Linked DNA regions of Rattus norvegicus: region 1 is linked to region 2. The links are chromatin contacts, called in public Hi-C maps. All regions are on one chromosome and are shown on one strand. Each heading gives the region's core, a stretch centred on a gene start, on an enhancer-like site or on the middle of the called end of the contact. The rest is flanking DNA. Distances are from core to core; before and after follow the strand shown.

Region 1 (5,595 bases), core at 1,001-3,500, 210 kb before region 2:
TGTGTAGGCTCTGGCGATACTCTGACAAAGACACCACACGACTGGAGAAGCTCTCGATGTTTATCAAGTCGATAGCAGATATGTCCATGCCTAGGAAACACCTAGTGTGAACAGGGGGACCAGATACTCAAGGAGCCTCGTACCTTATACGGGCTGCCTCGCTCCGCACTGACCCATGGAGGACCGAGAGGCATCCAGAATGGCCTTAGCCTTGGCTCCATCCATTGTAATTTCTTCCAGCTTCTCTAACTTTTCTTCATTTAGCTCCCTGCGGTTCCCGATGAACTGAGCCAGGCGACAGTATGTAGCATTGTCGTTGATAATCTTCACCAGCTCTGGAAAGTGGTACCCATACCACTCCCTGCAGAGGGACAATCACACCTTGACCCAGCTGTCAAACCTGATCTCAGGTCCCAGGCTCCCTCAAATCACTGTCTACCCATTCACAATACAGACCAGGCATGGTGGCCTAGGCTGAGGTGTACACAGGGTAGTTTATTCTGCCTCCTCTTTCTATACAGTCAGTGTAGGAACACAGCCTGTGGTAAGCACAAGGAGGCCTGGCTTTGGTCCATGATTCTACCCACAAATTATCAGCCTTGCTTGACCTTAAGTTTGCATTAGCTAAACTAGGCCGAAGAAAACCAGTGTTTGGTGGCTTCTGCACCTTACCTGACACGCATGGAGAAGGTATTGATATCTTTATCCAGTTGGTCCAGAAGGCTTATAGACTGAATGATCATGTTGTCCACCCGGTTCACATTAAACTTAACTTTGGCACGAGAATAGCTGTGTCCCAGCCCTAGCTGGGCTTTACAAGCAGAAAGATCTGTCAGACCCTTCACCAGGTTATGGAAATGCAGACGAACCCCTAAAAAGAAGGCAGGACTATGGTTAAGGACCTTTTAGAACCCACATAACCACTCATAGCTGCTTACTAGAAACCAGCAGCCCCTCTCCTGGCCTCTGTGGTACTTCATCCACATGGTAGAGGCAACACACTGAACAGGACTCTTACCTCGAAGGATCTCAGCTATCACACCACCAGTCTGGCAGTTGTACCCCAACTCTTCCTGTATAGCAGCACCGATCTTGGGGTCTCCGACCCCCAGAAGTACTTTCTTCTTTTTAGATGGCAGGTATGTCTCCAGGAGCAGGCGGAGGTCCTCATGAACAACACCTTGGAACAAAGAACACAGCTCTTAACGCGACGAAGAATGTCCCAACTGTAACAGAGGAAGGACTGTGCCTCCACTCCGACCATACAGGAACACCCATCCCTTCAGGCATTGCTCAGAAACATGGAGTCATCATCGATCACTCAGGGGATTGACAGATTTTTCAAGTCATCATTGCAAAGCCTGACTCAACCACAGGTCCGGGAGCACAATTGTGAAGCATTTAACTGTTTTAAACTGCCATCTTGTAGGTCTCAAATAATGCCTAGAATCTATCAAGCTTAGAAGAAAATCATCAGCCATTCAGAAACACGCATCCCTGGGGGGGGGGGGGAGCTCACCTTCAGACACAGCATTAGCATTTTCCAAGGCAACCTGGGATGAAGAAAAGGGGCAAAAGGCCACCAGACGAACGACATTGTGGAATTTGCCAAGGTTAAGCACACACTCCTCCACCTGTGGAGAGGATGAATGGGCTTTCTTTGAATTTGGCCTCTACCGCGCAGTAAAGCAGGAACACCAGCTGTTGTAGCAATTGGTGCCTAGGCCCGCATCCGGACTCTAATTCTTAAGAAATGAGAGTATGAGATGTTGATCTACAACCTCTCCTATTATATAGATTAGCCTTAGAGTCCCCTCGTTCTACAGCTCTGCCCCCCTCCCCGTTCGGTGCGGTCGGCCACGTGGGAACACGCGGTGCATGCTGGGGTTTGGCGGCCTTAGGGGCTGCATTGCAGCACCACGAGCCCACCGATTCCACTCACCTGCGGCAACAGCAAGCTGATCTCCTCTACTTCCTTCAGCGCTAACAGCGCGTAGCCGACCGCATGCTCGAAGAGCACGTGCAGCAGAACCTGAAAAGGGAACCGGCGCGCGGCCATTAGTCAAACTTCCGAGTCCGCTGGGCCGCTGCTAGAGCAGGCCCTGGCCCAAACTCCGAGCCCAAACCTGAATGCAAACCCAGACGCACACTGAGGCCTTCACAACGCAAATAACCCACAACCACTCCTCACCATGGCGCCTGCTCCGTGCCCAGCTCGCAATGCGGGTAGCGCGCTCTGGCGCGCGGAACCAGACTGCGGAGGCCACGCCTTCTCCTGTTGGACCAATCAGAGGCTGGGGACGGAACCATTACTAGGTCTTCGGAGGGATTTGCGGGTGTGGTATCGTCCGTCGGGCGGGTTGGATTACGCGGGCGCGAGCGGGCCTGCCCATCTGGGCCTCTGAGCCTGAGCGAGCTGAGACTGTGTCGGGAATGAATGGCGCCGGTCTTACCGGCAGGCCGCAGAGCCTGGAGATCATTCTTCTCCGTTTTTCGTGCTTTTTTACCCATGTGCCGGGAGGCGGAACTCGGTGAGGGAACGAAAGGCTCCCTGATGAACTTTGTCGGTTTCCCGCTGCCCAGACAGTCCTGGTCCTCGCCTTCCGCCTGGGACCCGGTCCCCGACGCTGCAGAAATGGCGGCTCCTTGCTGCCTGCGTCTTCCTCTTAAATTTTGTTGTTCAAAAAAGTGTTGGTGCGGGCAGTGGCGTAGATAATGGCGGTTTACCTCTTGCTAGTTCTCTTCCTTGCCCTGCTTCATAGAACCGAGCTCTGCTCGGCACCACGTGGTGCTCATGGCTGAGTGGGCCCTGAATCCTTCCAAGAAGCTGCTTTCTTGTTTAACAATGTCATTTGTTGGCACACCAAGGTATCTAATTTAAAATTACTCTTGCTTTAAAGAGGAAAAAAAACCCACATAACTTTAGTTTTAGCATTTTAAGTCCCAAACTTGATTGCCTCTTAGTCTGTGCCTTAAAGAAAATAATAATGCTAAGGGGATTCTCCTCTACCTCCCTTCCCTCCTCATTTTCTTTCCATTCCCCTCTTCCTTTCCTTCATCCTTCCTCACCTCCTCACTCTTCCTTTTTCCCTCTTCCCTTTCCTCCCTTCCTTACCCCTCCCCCCCACCTTCTGGCGGCTCTGTAGCTGACTACGTGTATGCTCTTTGAACCTCTACCAGTCCTGTGTATCTGTTAGCGAATTCAAGGCAGGGCCTCCACCAGCTGAACTCTACTGCAACTCCTAAAGGGATTTTGAAAATTCTTATAACCATAAGGCACATTTATAAGTTGTATCTGATTTGTTTTCTCAACTCAGTGAATTTACTGAATTCATTCGTCGGGTAGAGAGATGGCTCAGTGGTCAAGAGTACTGATGACTCTTCCAGAGGTCCGAGGTCCACTTCTCAGCACCTACATAGCATCTCACATCTACCTGTAACTCCAGTTCCTGGGGATCTGTTGCTTTCTTTTGGCCTTCACGGGTACCAGCCATATATGTGGTACACACACATACATGTAGGCAAAATGCTCATACACATAAACATTTTAAATATTGAAGCACAGAGAGATTGGGAGATCTCCAAGGTCTGCCCCATGCAGGACAGCAGACAGGATTTCTCCAGGTTTTCCCCAGCCCTCTGAGTAAAGTGTTTCAACAGCAAAAAATTGGAAGCACATAGTTCATTTTATTGCACTTATAAATCTATATTAAGCATTACTGATTAAATCATAATAATCTCAGTATTGTTTACAGATATGGTTATTACTGCATTTTGGTTCATGATCTCAAAACTAAGTCACTACTTGTCTCTTTTTTTTTTTAAAGATTTATTCATTTATTATATATAAGTACACTGTAGCTGTCTTCAGATACACCAGAAGAGGGCACTGGATCTCTTTACAGATGGTTGTGAGCCACCATGTGGTTGCTGGGAATTGAACTCATGACCTCTGGAAGAGCAGTCAGGTGCTTTTAACCACTGAGCCATCTCTCCAGCCCTACTTGTCTCATTTTTAAAGATGTTACTGTGTATGTGTGTTTGCTTCTCTGTGGGTGTGCATGGCACTGCGTGTGTAGATGAAGACATCTTGTGGGAGTTGGTTCTCTCCTACCACATGGGTTCCGGGGATTAAGTTGAGCCTTCAGACTTGGTAAGGAATGTCTTTACCCACTGAGCCATCTCATCAGCCCCACATTTCACATTTTTTTAGAGTGGAATGACAAAATTAATCTATTGAAAACTTAATTTCTTAAACAGGGCAAATTATTGCCATACATGGTCAAATGGATGATTCCAGAATATAATGGGAAATAGTAACACCATGTAACTCCATTATTTTTTAACTTAACCCTAAATCTTTATGGCTTTAGAGGTACTTAACTACTAGAGAATGTGTTTCTAGTAAGAGGTTAGAATCTCTTAGTAGGTTACAGAGTTAATTTGGTAGCTCATGGGCAATATTAAGTAGGATATAGAGACTAGGAGGTCATGTCACAGTTGTATGGAAAATTGGTTGTAAATCTTGTTGTCTTAGCTGTACGTACTTGGACACACATAGCATATCTCATATTCATATATGTGTAAATTTTGTATAAATTTAGAATATAAAAGCCGTGAGAGCAGTGAGCAAAAAGAATCATGGAGTAAGTTGGCTGTAAACGGTCTATAATGAAGCTGCCTTGGGTAATGAAGTAGACTTGAATAGTTAAAGAAATGTGTATGTATTACAACTAGGAAGCTACAGATGCTTGGCAGGACATGGTGGAACACACCTTTAATTCTGGTACTTGGGAGTCAGAGACAGACCCGGGCTACATAGTAAATTCCAAGGCAGGCAAGATTACCCAGTGAGACTGTTTGAAGAAAAGTAAGAGCTATAAATGCTTGTGATTAGATGAGGACATACAGCACAAACAAGCAACAAGATATTCCTCTGGAGTCCTCACCTCCATCACTTCATGTCACCCCTGGAGTTGAATGGTGACACACACCTTTAATCACAGCACTTGGAAGGCAGATATCTGAATTCAAGACTAGCTTGGTCTATATTGATAGCCCCAGGTTAATCAGGGTTACATAGTAAAACCCTGTTTCCAAAAAAAAAAAAAAAAAAAAAAGTCCAATATGTATAGTTCTGAGCCTAGCAGGCATCTGTAGATTGTGATATCAGATACCGTCTCTTCCTTTCCCTAGGTCCTTTGATAGATTAATTGCTCTTGCCCAGGTTCAGACAGACCTTTCCTACCGAAGTAGACTTTTATAAAGTCATTGGTTTTTGTCTCCAAGTTATCCTTCGCCATACTTCCTGAATATTTCGAAAGCTGAAATTCATGTTTTGTTTATGGTTTCTCCTAGTGAATGAAGTCATAAGAGAATTATAGGTGTTGGTATTCTATAAGCACTTGTAGTAGTTGTTCTCCAGAAGGGCCAATAATGGTCCATGCCTCCTGAGAGCCAGGACTATGGCCCCACGGACACAGGTACTGAGCCTGCCACTTCTGAACCTCAACCCTTTGCATGCCTGTAGACTTTAAGTTGCTCATAAGAAGTGCAGATTCTGTGCTGACGAGTCCTACGGAGACTACATGGAGG
Region 2 (5,084 bases), core at 223-2,722:
GTTTACTCGTGCTCCTTTTGAATTCTCTGTCTGGAATTTTATCCAAGTCACTCTACTGGGGCCATGACTATGGGATTGGTCAGTCGCTTTTGCAGGGGACATTTTGTCCTGGATTTTCATGTTATTTGGGCTTTGCATTGAGACTCGCTTGTCCCAGTGCATCCGTTCACTGACTAAGTCTTTCTGGCACAAATATGTTGAATGATCATTTGACTTAGCACTCTCACCAAAACGCACACTTTCTACTTATTTGTACTCTCTCACCACAGATGTATGACAAGTGACAACCATTTCATAGTCTGCAGAATGATCTGCCCTGCAATTTCCTCCCCAAACAAATAGGCTTATTTCTTTTGACTTCACCTCCACTCTGATTTTCAGGACACAGGCAGAATGTAGCCATGTCCTTTTTGTTTTGTTTTGTTTTGTTTTTTGTTTTTACATGTAGATTTGTTTATTAAGATAACCATTCCCCCCCCCCCCAATTTCCGACTCACGTTTTTCATCCCGGTCAGTCTCCCTCCTTTCCTTCCCCCTACCCTCTTCCCCACCTTCCCTCTCCCTCAGATCCACCCCCTTTCTGCCTCCCCTCAGAAAAGAACGGGCTTCCCAGATTCTTCTTATAAGAGTGTATTGTGGATGGTCTCTAGCCCAGTTCCCAATAGAGCCCTTGCCCTTCTCTGAAACTTCGTAAACCAGGCCTCTCCTATAGGCATTTCTCTTGTACTTTGATTTGCCAACTTCCACTAAATACTAGTTACTTCTCTCGTAGAAAGAACAACTTTATTTAGCTCACACTTTGAGAGTGCAGTGGGTTCTGGCAGGGCAAGGAAGGAAGAACAGTGAGAGCATCTCTGGCTGTGATGGCAGGGAGGTGGGGCAGCTGGTCCCGTGTGCGCATGCTCAGGACGTGGAGCGAGGTGTGTGGTGGTGTGTTTTGTGAATGTTCTCCTTGTCTTTCGTCTAGGACCCCAACCCAAGGCATGGTGCTCCCCACAGTCAGGGTAAGTCAGTTAACCTTCTCTGGAAAGACCCTCACCGGTACGCTCAGAGGTGTGGTGTGTCTCCTAGGTGACTCTAAACACTGCCAATCACAGTGACACATACACCACACTCCTCTCGAGTGTTCCCAGCACTAATCACTTTTGGATTTGTGGTAAAAGTCTATCTGAGTCCTCACCGTGTCATCTATCTCCTGCCCCCCCCCCCACAGTCTCCCAGTCTGTGTGACCACGAACCTGTAGAAACCACCAAGCGTTGCCCCCAATCCTTACAACCTGATCATAGTAGGGACTCATTAATCATTTATCACTCACTGAAAGTTTTGCCTGGTAATTTCATGGCCTGGAGATCACAGCATGCAGGGTGAAGTGTACCACCGACATATTTTAAAACACCCACACCCTCAACCCCACAGAATTCAAGCTCAAGCATAGCCCATCAGATTTACATACTATGTATGTTATTCTCCCATAGACCACTAGGGGGTGCCTCTTTCCCATTTCTAAGGACTATAAAATACGGGGAAGAAGACGCTGCAGTATATCCTGTGGGAGGAGTCGGGGAATGTCACTGTCTACTTTAAAACAACCAATCCTCTTATATTTTTACATATTTAAAATGTTTTGATGTTGTTAACACGCTCGCATAAAATACCTTAATGTGGCTGCATGTGTTCAAACATTAAAATTTCATTAGAAAGTAAGATAATCTATTATAGACTGGTTTTTAATTACGTGGACCAGCAGGTTGCTTTTTCAGTGACAGGATCCCGAGTGAGAGGAGCAGGAGATCAGGAGATAAATAGGAAGGATGATAGAGAAGAAAGTTTGGGACCAGGAGGCCTTGCATAAACTGTTATTTATGTTATTTATGTTATTTATTGCAACAAGGTTATTAAGAAGTTCAGCGCTGGGCTGGGGAGATGGCTCAGTGGTTAAGAGCACTGGCTGCTCTTCCAGAGGTCCTGAGTTCAATTCCCAACGACCACATGGTGGCTCACAACCATCTGTAATGAGATCTGATGCCCTCTTCTGGTGTGTCTGAAAACAGCTAGAGTGTACTCATATATAATAAATAAATACATTTAAAAATAAAAGAAATGCATCGCCTTATATATTACTTTTAGGGAAGAAATGAGACAGTCCGTGGAAACTATCATACAATAAGGGCAAGATCATATGAAGCTAATCAAACAATGTTGTACAAGGGGAACCCAAGGTATCTCATGAACGTTACAGACTGTACATACGGGGTCTGAGACTGATAACCGCAGCCCTGTAGGGTGGGAAGAGTTGGGGGTCATGTCTGAAGCTATAGTTCCCCCAAGGCACATTACCAGCTCTGTTAAGCAAGACCCTCGAGAAGGAACTAAATCCCTTCTCCATACGTCAGAGACTCAGGAGAAGTCTTGGTTCCTCAGCCAGCCCTCAACATATAAAGTCTGATGAGCTGTGCATACGTGTTAAAATTCCGCAGAGCGGTTCTCTTTCATGCTCCCTGTCACCCATCGGCATTCTGAAGGCTTTCTATTACTTTTCATTCATTTGGGAGCTTGGCAGGCATATTTGGTATTGATGCTAGTGTTCCCATGGTCAAAGAAATATGAGGGTACTTACAATTCTAATTTTCTTGATGTATTGATATTTTACCATTAGAAAATATTTTTGTCTCTGGTAACATCTTTGTCTATTCTGCATACTTGTATGCCCCTTCCAGATTTCTTTCAGTCACCACTTGCAGAATACATAATTTTTTATCTTTTTACATTTAATTCATACCAACTTTATAGTTCAGATTCAGTTTTTGTAGCGGTGTGTAGTTGTCCAATTTGACAGTAGTTGTCTTTAAAAAATATTCATTTTTAACTTTATGTGTGAATGCTTTGCCTGTATGTATGTCTGTACAACATGTGGATTCCCATGCTCTACGGGGAAAGGGCATTGGGTCCTCTAGAACTGGAGTTACAGATGCTTGTGAGCCCCCGTGTGGGAGCTGGGAGTTGATCTGGATGTATTGACTAGGACACTGAGCTAAGGTATGTCCAATCGAAAGTGCCTTAACCAATCAGAATGTGTATATCTCACTTCAGCATAACTCTGGAGGTTGATAGTTTTGGATTAGCAAATGCAACCTCAAAGCTCCAAGTCTTTTTTTTTTTCTTTCTTTTTTCTTTTCTGTTCCTCAAAGGAGGTGACTCATGGGATGCTGTGTTACCTTATCTCTTCACCTGGTAAGAGTGAGGCGAGATAAGACTTGACAATTAAAGTAAGGAATCTAAGGTGTTCTCACGAAGCACCGTTCTCCTCAGAGGTGTCACGGGCACGGTGCACAGCAGAATGCATACCTCGTGCATATTCTGTCTCCTGTGTACCCTTTGGCTGGCTAAAATGGGCAGAGGTAAAGCAAATCTGGTCTGCTTTGTGAGAGTTTACAGAAGGTCAGATTTACCTTCAGGATCCACACAGCAGACATGGAAGTGGGCTGCCTCGTATTTTCCTGATGCTCTGGGCTCACCTCAGCTCTTGAGCTGAGACTATGGGCTTCTAGGACAGCCTTAGCCATGACTAGCACAGCCAGTCTGTGTAAACATTTCCACGGGAGAACTTGCTGCACACAGCTGGCCATGGGGCTGGCTGAGGTTTTCCTAGAGCCATGCCGTGTTCCTAGAGTCCCTTCCGTCTGCTTCTTCTTTCCTGTGAGTCAGGCCTGACCGCAGTCTTCAGGGCCAGTCTCTACCTGCTCCTCTTTTCTTTGCATTAAGTGTCACCTCTCATGCATTTCTAACCCCATTTTGATTATATATATATATATATATATATATATATATATATATATATGCCTCAAGGGGTTTTGTTTCTTTAGCAGCTGAAAGTGGGTGTCCCCACCTAACTCTAAACGACAAATCCAGTTTCAAAGGCTAGAGGGTGTTTTCCAAAAAGCATAGCTGAGGCTCTGCAGGGCAACCCCAATTTGGGAAGTGTGGAGAGGAGTAAATAGTCAGTGGTCTGACCTAGGGAAAGGTCTCTTCTTTACAAGGGGCAATGCCTCCTATGCGAGTTTGAAGCTTCTCTCTGTACCATGCAGGGTAGGGGATGGAGTCTTGCCTGATGGGTAATTTGGAAAGAATAATTACATATAAAGGATTCAATTTCCTCTTGGTGCTCTTGGCTTCTCTGGGTTTCCTGCATGTTCTTGACCCACACTGCCTGTGTGTTGGGAGAGGAAATCATGCAGGCTCGTGGTTACCTTTTTTAATTGTTGTTGTTGTTGCCATAGTGATAAAAAAACTATATGTATTAGCTCAGTACAAGTTCCCCCAGCTAATGGCCACACCTCCTAGCTGACCTGGCAATTAACTGGCACCATGTTACTAAGTTCAAGTCAGTGGGACATAAGCAGACACACAATGTATAATTTTAAATGTCATCTGTCATACTGTTGTCTTTAAATTCTTTTTATTTTATGTGTATGAATGTTTTGCCTGAATGTCTGTCTGTTCACCCCATATGTGCCCAGTACCTGTGGAGGCCAGAAGAGGGCATCTATTCCCTGGACCTGGAGTTACAGATGGTTATGAACTGCCATGTTGTGGCTGGAAATCAAACCCAGGTAGACGGGCAGCCGTTACTCTTGGCTGCAGGTCCATCTCTCCAGTCTATTTTGTTCCTAAAATAGTCCAGAACCCAAGCAGGGTGAGAAGTTTATTAGGTTTATTTCTCAAGACATGTGTCTGGGTCGGATAGACACTTGGCATAGATATTTTTTTAATGCTCTGTCTTCTTGAGAGTGGGACACCAAAGGCAATCATCACTCCAGTGTGGGTTTTGATATCTCTGAACCCTGTCCAATACAGAGTCTGGCTCAAACTCAGATCACCGTGTGCTTGTGGAATCAGCCTAGACCAGCCTTCTATGGACGGGAGGTGCTGAGAAGCTCTGGACTTTCCTATCAGAGACTAGAGCAGCAGTGAGTCTGTTTTACTTCAGCCTTCACTGGAGGCTGAGGCAGAGTCTCTGAGGCAGAATGAATCTCCTTATCCCTAACTCAAGGTGAATGGCAGGCCCCAGGAATCACCAAAGAAA

Evidence for each region. Hi-C and Micro-C count contacts between places; a contact is called where the count stands out from the background.
Region 1: a Hi-C map of psoas muscle shows a contact between it and region 2, with 3 times the contacts expected there. The contact joins the promoter of Nop56 here to the enhancer-like site in region 2. A contact is called at or near these places in 11 of 12 Hi-C or Micro-C datasets (the A7r5 cell line, the Rat2 cell line, Schwann cells and 6 more) and 1 of 1 datasets of contacts at active chromatin or transcription factors (oligodendrocytes).

Annotation. Positions count from the first base shown.
Region 1 is chr3:137,926,834-137,932,428 of GRCr8, reverse strand. Nop56 (NOP56 ribonucleoprotein) reads right to left here and starts at 2,250. Exons shown (of 12, transcript NM_001025732.1): 1 at 2,192-2,250; 2 at 1,943-2,032; 3 at 1,520-1,634; 4 at 1,019-1,180; 5 at 673-871; 6 at 174-361; 7 at 1-90. The coding sequence starts at 2,194. Snord110 (small nucleolar RNA, C/D box 110) reads right to left here and starts at 1,358; the gene lies at 1,290-1,358. It overlaps LOC134478803 (small nucleolar RNA SNORA51), which reads right to left and starts at 561; the gene lies at 430-561.
Region 2 is chr3:137,719,474-137,724,557 of GRCr8, reverse strand. No RefSeq gene overlaps it. Among named protein-coding and RNA genes, the nearest start is that of Tgm3, 40 kb to the right of the region's middle. Within about 2 kb of position 1,472, at least 1 of the 93 cell types and tissues checked has an H3K27ac peak or open chromatin away from gene starts, as enhancers often do.